2 separate regions of the Sus scrofa genome follow, and region 1 is linked to region 2. The links are chromatin contacts, called in public promoter capture Hi-C maps. All regions are on one chromosome and are shown on one strand. Each heading gives the region's core, a stretch centred on a gene start, on an enhancer-like site or on the middle of the called end of the contact. The rest is flanking DNA. Distances are from core to core; before and after follow the strand shown.

Region 1 (3,774 bases), core at 277-2,776, 2.7 Mb after region 2:
AATGGAGGCAGAAAGCAAGGTGTTTTGGAAAGGTTTGGGGGCCCAGGTTGTGGAGAGAGAGGACCTAGCAGGGCTCTAGGTCCCCTGGGAAGGGGAAGTGACCGGGCCTAGGAGAACTGGCGGTGCACTCTGAAGGAGGGAGAAGCTGCCCAAAGCCACAGGAGGGCATCCAGGCAGAGAGAGCAAGATGACCCGAGGACAGACAGGTGGCCCAGAACCAGAAAGAGGAGGGTGCTCTGAGTGTGCCCAGAAAAAAGGGTAACGCTGCAGGCCCACACAAAGCAAGAGGACAGAGTGAAAGAGAAGTGTGTGGAGAAAGAGAAACATCCCCAAGAGAGAGCCTACAGTGCAAGGCCAGAGGTGGCACAGAGGGAGAATGAGGAGGGCACGCAGGTGAAGGGGGCAGGAGAGAGAGCAGGAGGTGAGCCAGGCGAGGGAAGCATCCACTTGAGGAGCAGAGCGCCTTGAGGGCGATGGCTCAGGAAAGAGCACCCTTACATGGCAACAGATGGCAGAGACCAAGGATGAAGAGCAGAAACCTGAAGGAAAGGGCATGGAAGGCTCGGGGGCTGGCCGAAGAAACGGCCCAGGCCAGAGAGCGGGAAAAGAAGCAGCACAGGCCCAGAAGAGAGGAGGAGGACGCTCAGGGAAAGTGGTACCTGCCTGGACTAGGGGAAACAGTGGGTACCGGTGAAGCTGGGAGAAGTGGCGGACTCGAGAAAGTGGGGCAGCATTCGATGGCAGAGTAGAGGTGGCACGGGCCAGGCTGGTTAAGAGCGCTCAAGGTGGGGAAAGAGCAGGGCGAAAGAGACAAGACGAGGATGGACTGGCCTGAGGCCCTCAGCAGTGGCTCGAGTCCGGAGAGAGGGCAGCGCAGGATGGCAAAAACCAGGCCAGTTCAAGTGGCTCAGGACTGGAAGAGGGGAGCTCCAGGTGGGTGGGATGGGAAAAGGACTCAGCACGGGATGATAAAGGACCGGGGCAGCATCGACGGTGCAGACCACGACTGGCAAGGGTGACTCTGGACTGGGAGGGAGGGTGCTCGAGGCAGCGCAGACCCAGGGCGGATCGGAGCCCGGGCGGGGGCGCTGACCTGGTGCAGGGCGCTGATGCCGTCGGCGTTGGTGGAGTCGAGCACGGCGCGGGCTGGCGGCGGGGCGGAGGGGTCCAGCTCGGCGTCAGGGTCGGGGTCGGCCGCGCGCAGCATCAAGCGCGCCTCGTCCAGGTCGCCACCCGCGCAGGCCGCCAGAAACTCGGCGGCGCGCTCGAAGCGCACGGTACGGGCGCGCCGTTCCCCGGGGCCCGGCTCGGCGCCTGCCCGCGCCCCCCACTGCCGCAACTGCTCCCGCCGCCGCTCACGGGCTGCCGCCGCCGCCGCCCCCGGGCCCGCCCCTGGGCCATCCTCGCCCGACATCGCGCCGCCCGCTCGCCCGCCAGGTAAGAAGCGAGCGAGCGAGCGAGCGAGCGACCAGCTCCGAGGCGTCGCCGACGCCCGCCCTCCTCCGGGCCGCCGGGAATTGCGTCCCGCCCCGCGCCGCCAGAGGATCTACCGGTCCCCGCCCGGCACGTGACGTCACCACGCCGACTCGGGGCCCGCTGGGAAATGGAGTCCACAGGCTGGAGAGGCAACCGGCAACCGCCTGAGGGCGGACCGCGGGGAACTCTGGGAAGTGGAGTCCATAAACGGAAATGGATCTCTGCAATAGTCCCGCCCCGAGGCACACTGGGAAATTCGCAGCTCCGCGGTGTCAAAAGGAAATCTGATTGGCGTGCTGGGAAGTGGAGTCTACAGGCGGGAGGTCGGCCCCAGGGCATGCAGGAAATGCCGTTCGCAGCATCCAGGTGACGAAGGGCTGGCCCCCGGGGACCTACTAGGAAATGGACTCGACAACCCGAAAAGTACAGAAGTTTTCCGTTTTCCCCTTTTTCATGTCATGTACTTTATTTACTTTGGGTTTGTCGCGCCCTTCAACAAGAAATAAGCCCCAGGAAGACCGGGATTTTTGTGTTGTGTGCTTTCCTTGTTCCCAGTACCTAGTAGAACGCGATCGGAAATAGTTTTTTGAATGAATGAATGAATGAGAGAACGGATTCTCTAGGTCGTGGGAAACACCAGGATACTATGGGAAATTGAGTCCGCAACCCTTGGATCATCAAGAAAATTGCAAGCCTTCCTGGGTGACCGCCCAGGGCATGCTGGGAAATTATGTATGCGGTACAAAGGTCATGACAATGGGCCGCTGGTCGCGCTGGGAAATGTAGTCCTAGGCAGAGCCCCCAAACACCCCAAGAAATAAGATTCGAGGGCAAGATAAGTCCAGAGTCCCCGAGTAACCCCTGGATCACATCGGGAAGGGAACCTGCGAGGTAGGATCCACAAATGAAAATGCCCGCAGAGCCTTAAACTGGCCCTCTCTGCCATTGCAATCACCCTGAGGCGTGGAGCACGCTGGGAAGTGTAGGCCGGGCTCTATATCCTCGCAAGCAATGCTGGGATTTGTAGTCCAGATGAGGCGTTCTAGTTGATGTGGCGGGCTAGTACGTAGCACCATAAAGCAAGAAATGAACCTTAGCTTGCGTGTTCGATTCCAGGCCTTGCTCAGTGGATTGAGGATCCGGCGTTGCCGTGAGCTGTGGTGCAGGTCGCAGACGCAGCTCGGACCCTGAGTTGTTATGGCTGTGGGGTAGGCCAGCAGCTCCCATTCAACCCCTAGCCTGGGAACTTACATATGCTGAAGGTGGGGACCTAAAGAGCAAAAGGAAAAGAAAAAAGAAAAAAGAAAACTATCCCCGTCTTAAGTACCTTGCACCTGAATCCTCATTGGGAAAGAGGTACGCACTTTGAGACCCGAACAAAGACCCCTAAAAATCGCAAAGAAAAGTGCTGAAATGCAGACACAGGCGAGATTCTTTTTCTTCCAAGGAATGTCAGAGCAGCCTACATACAGGCTCTGAGGTCCTTGGGGGTGGGTTGGGGGGACTGTGCAAAGAAATAAACTGCAAATCCATCCCATGAGATCTGGAGACCGTGGGGATGGGCACGAAGGGGATCCAGTCCTGGGAGCTCTTGGGATGTTGAGTCCCACTCAACCTACACACCCAGGGAGATTAATCATCCATCTGTGGTTATGTATATTTCTGTGCCTGCGCGAAACGGTGATTTTTGGGTGTTTTGTGATCGCGTCTGCAGTTGAATGCAACCTGATTTGGGTGCTCGTGTTTATGGTGTCTGTAAGCTTTGGTGTAGAGCGTCTATCTGTTTGCGGCCTTTATTCATTTGGGAGACATAATATGGAATTTCCACTTAACCCCCACAACCTACGATGGGATGTGTTCCCACCACAAGCTCTATTGGCAATCTTTACTTCTGACGGCTATATTTAGACTTTTCACCTCTTTATGACAAATGGTTAATACCAGCTCTGATTTAGCCAGGCCCGGGTTTGAGTCTTGACTCCACCCACTTCCTAGCTCTGGGACCTGGGCTAGCTCTCTTCCTCTCTGCCTCTTGAGTTGTGGAGCTGCTGTACATGCCTTTCTCACAGGCAGGCGCTGTTGGCTCTGTACAGGCATTTTCATATTCCACTCGTTAAATTCTCTTCTGCACGTCTCTTTTCCTTGGTGAAGGCTTTTTCACTGCTCAAGCCTGCTGTTTTCTCTGAATGCTAACACTGGAATTTTGATGCTTAACCTTGGAACCTCAGGCCCTCCTCAGGCTGATGAAAATAACCTCAGAAAGATTAGAAGGGACTGGTCCCTCTTCCCCTGCGACAG
Region 2 (3,931 bases), core at 437-2,936:
TTGGCAAAGCCAAGAAGAGCCTAAGGAGCCATGACAATGAATGTAATGTGGTGTCCTGGATGGGATCCTGCAACAGATGAAAACCATTATGCAAAAATTAAGGCAATCTGAATAAAGCATGGCCTTCAGTTAAGGGTAACCTTTTGGAAGTGGCTCACTAATTGTAACTAGGGGTTACAGCAATGCTACAGCAACGTGGGATCTGAGCCACATTTGTAACCTAAATCACAGCTCACGGCAACACGGGATCCTTAACCCACTGAGCGAGGCCAGGGATGGAACCTGCATCCTAATGGATCCTAGTCAGATTAGTTTCCACTGAGCCACAACAGGAACTCCCAGGATGATTTTTCTGGAGACAGCTGGCATGGGGTTAAAAGAGGATAGAATCAGACACTAGGGCTTTTCTGGAGCACAGACTACATCAGAAAATATCCTCCAATGCCCCACCTGTTCCCACGTCTTATCTTAAACCAATCAGAAATAAGAGGGCACTGAGATCTCAGAATTTCGGAGATCCCTGGTGACTAGGCTCTAATAATTGGAGTTCTGAAATATGTAGCTGTCTTCTACCCCCAGCTACCTGGTCAGGGTCCTCTCCCATCCGAAAAGGGGATCTTCTTCCCGAGGCTTTTTCACCCTGTCACTCAGGTAACCTGAATTTGAGATGGCGAGCACCTATGGCTCTGAGATTGCCATCTCACGACTATGTCTGTGCCATTCTTGTCATTTTCATCACAGGGTTCAGGCTTTGACTTGTATTCGGGGCCACTGTCCCCAAACAAGGACCAGAAGGTTGGAACGTGAAGGGAGAGGGAGCAGCAGAAACATGAGAGCTACAGGTTACACTGTCACACACAACCGTGCTCACTCAATCCGCGGCCACACATCCAAACACAATCCTGCACCTGTCACAGCCAAGCGATGGCACAAACCACCATGAGACACCCCTTGACTCTGTCACAAGAACTGACGCCCACGCCAGAGACATGGTGTGTGTCTCTGCCAATCCCACTTAAGTGCAAAGGCTCATCTCAGCCGCCGAGACACATCTGGGCCCCGCCACCCACGCAGGGCCCACGCGCATGTAACTCACGCAGAGCAGAGTGGCCGAGTCACAGCCCGTCACAGCCTAGCCGCGTCCCCCTTCCAGATGCCCACGCGACGCACAGCCACGGGGATGGCGCCGAGTCGCGCCCCCCGCCCCCCGCCCACACTCACGCGCAAGTGCGTCACCAGTACAGGTACCCGGCCTGTCTCCCTCGCCGACGCTCACGCGCGCGTCTCGCTCTATGCACACGGCTGAGCCCGATCCGCGCGCGCGCGCACACACACACACACACACACACACACACACACACACACACACACACTCGCACTTCCTCCGCAGCCGCTCCCGGGAGCCAGAGGCCGAGGCTCTGTTTCGGGCCTCTCCGCCTCTCTTTCACCGCAGTCGCCCGCCGCGTTCCGTGCTGGTGTCCTCCTGGGATGCTACTAACTCACCGCTTGGGGCCTAACAACCAACAGGGCGTCCGGAGCGAGCGCGAGCGTTGAGGTTATCTCCAGACACCGTCACCAGGAAACCAGAGCTTTAAAAAAAAAAAAAGAAAGAAAAAAAAAAAAAAAATCTTCGCGCAGAAAGCGCATCTTCCGGCATGCAACTGGGCGAGTTTCTACTGGGGGCGGTGCTCCAGAGCCTTCTGGGACATGTAGTCTAGAAACCCAGAGATCCGCGGAGCTGAACACTCAATGGCTCGCTTACCCAGCATGCAACCCCTCAAGAGGCAGGAGTGGAGCTGTGCCTCAGAGGTTTCTGGGAAATGTAGTTCGCATCTCGGGGGCGCTAGACAAGGCCTTCAGAAGGCGTCTCCCCTACCCCTAAAGGAGCGCTGTACCTCCAGACTTGGAGGGAATGCGTTTCAGAGCCGCGGAATTTCAAAATGCTGGGAGCTTTGCCAGCTCTTCGGATTTCTTTTCTCCTTTTCTTCTTTTAATGCGAGAAAAGCATACAAATTTTATTACGTTCTTTCATGTACATGGGGGCTTTCAGAAGAGGATGAAAACCTGAAGATATGTCCACAGCAGGAAGCTTTTATACCTTTGAGACAAAGAAACGATGAATTGTGAAGTATTGACAGTGCTCCGGGCTAGTGATAGACCTATTACGGCCTGATAACTCTTATCTTCATGTAATGAGGTTTGTTTGAGAGTCCTCTGATGCCATCTGTCTACATTTATTATTAATTAATTAATTAATTTTTAGGGCCACACCCGTGGCATATGGAGGGGGGTCTAATTGGAGCTGTTGCCGCTGACCTACACCACAGCTCAGGGCAACACCAGATCCTTAACCCACTGAGGGAGGCCAGGGATCGAACCCACAACCTCATGGTTCCTAGTTGGATTCATTTCTGCTGTGCCAACATGGGAACTCCCAGTCTATCGTCATTTAAAGAATTTACTTTCTGCCTTTTGACAGAGAAGGGGCTCTTTTGTGTGTTTACTGCTTTTAAAGAAGGTTTAATTATTTTTTTCTTTTTAGGGCCGCACCCATATCATATGTAAGTTCCTAGGCTAGGGGTAGAAATGGAGCTGAAGCTGCCTAAGTCACAGCTATAGCAACGTAGAAACGTAGAATCTGCGACCCACACCACAGCTCATGGCAACCCTGGATCCTTAACCCACTGAAAAAGGCAGGGGATCAAACTGGAGTCCTCATGGAGACCATTTGGGTTCTTTACTGCTGAGCAACAACCGGAACTCCCTCAAAGTAATTTTTATGTCAAAGAAGCATGTTTTGGGGTGACATACCTGGTTTCCTTAAGTAATGATGCAGGCATTGTTTTTGATAAGGAGGGCCATGAAATCTTTCTGTAAGTGTTCTCTTTTCGTATACTATGCCGCTTTATACTGTTTATAAAGTTTAGTTTAAGTCTGTCTACTGTGAGTCAGTAGTATTCATGTATTTTCTAAGGTTCCTGTGATGTGAAAAACTTTGTGTTAAGATCTCGTTCCATCTTATTAACAGCTTTGCTGTGAAAGAGCTCAGTTTCCATGCTGGAGGTTTACCTGCCTCCCACAAGTTGTTTTAAAAAAAGGTTTTGCTGAACTTCTAATGGGACCAAGTGAAACACAGAGGCATTTAACATAGCACAGTACTCTCAATGTTTATGAATTTTTGTGTAGGGATGGTATTTCCCATTTTAACCTTTTCTTTCTTTTTAAAATTCTAGTTCATCTACATGTTATATTAATTTCAGGTGTACAACATAGTGATTTAATGTTTTTTATAGATCATACTCCATTTAAAGTTGTTTAAAACATTGGCTATATTCCTTGTGCTGTACTGAGTATCCTTGCGTTTTGTTTGTTTTAAACATGGTAGTTTTTGCCTCTTAACTCACTCTGTCCCTCTCCCATTACCCTTCCCATTGGTACCCACTAATTTGTTCTTTATATTTGTGAGTCTGTTTCTATTTATTAATTTGTTTTATTATTTAGATTCCACACGTTAAGTGGTAAAACGCAGAATTTGTCTTTCTCTGACCTACTTCACTAAGCACAGTACACTTCAGGTCCATCTATGTTATTGCCAATGACAAAAATTTCATTCTTTTTTATGGCCAAGTAATATTACACTGTCTTTTTTTAATCCATTCATCTGTAGCATCTGTAGATGGACACATAAGTTGCTTCCATAATCTTGGCTATTGTAAATAATGCTGCTGTGGACCTTGGGGTGCATGTATCTTTTTGAATTAGTGTTTTTGTTTTCTCAGGTAAATACCCAGGAGTGGAAATGCTGGATGATATGTTAGTTCTATTTTTAGTTTTTTGGGCAACATTCATATTGTTTTCCGTAATGGCTATACCAGTTTACATTCCCAACAGTGTCCTTGGGTTCTCTTTTCTTCATCTCTTTGGGAGTATT

What was found. Promoter capture Hi-C pulls out the DNA fragments that hold promoters and counts their contacts.
Region 1: a contact with region 2 is called in a promoter capture Hi-C map of liver, with 9 times the contacts expected there. The contact joins the promoter of PPP1R12C here to the promoter of ZNF331 in region 2. A contact is called at or near these places in 1 of 5 promoter capture datasets (liver) and 1 of 47 Hi-C or Micro-C datasets (liver).

What each region holds. Positions count from the first base shown.
Region 1 is chr6:59,345,651-59,349,424 of Sscrofa11.1, forward strand. It overlaps PPP1R12C (protein phosphatase 1 regulatory subunit 12C), which reads right to left and starts at 1,527. Exons shown (of 20, transcript XR_002344812.1): 1 at 1,094-1,527.
Region 2 is chr6:56,609,761-56,613,691 of Sscrofa11.1, forward strand. It overlaps ZNF331 (zinc finger protein 331), which reads right to left and starts at 1,687. Exons shown (of 5, transcript XM_021097273.1): 1 at 1,504-1,687.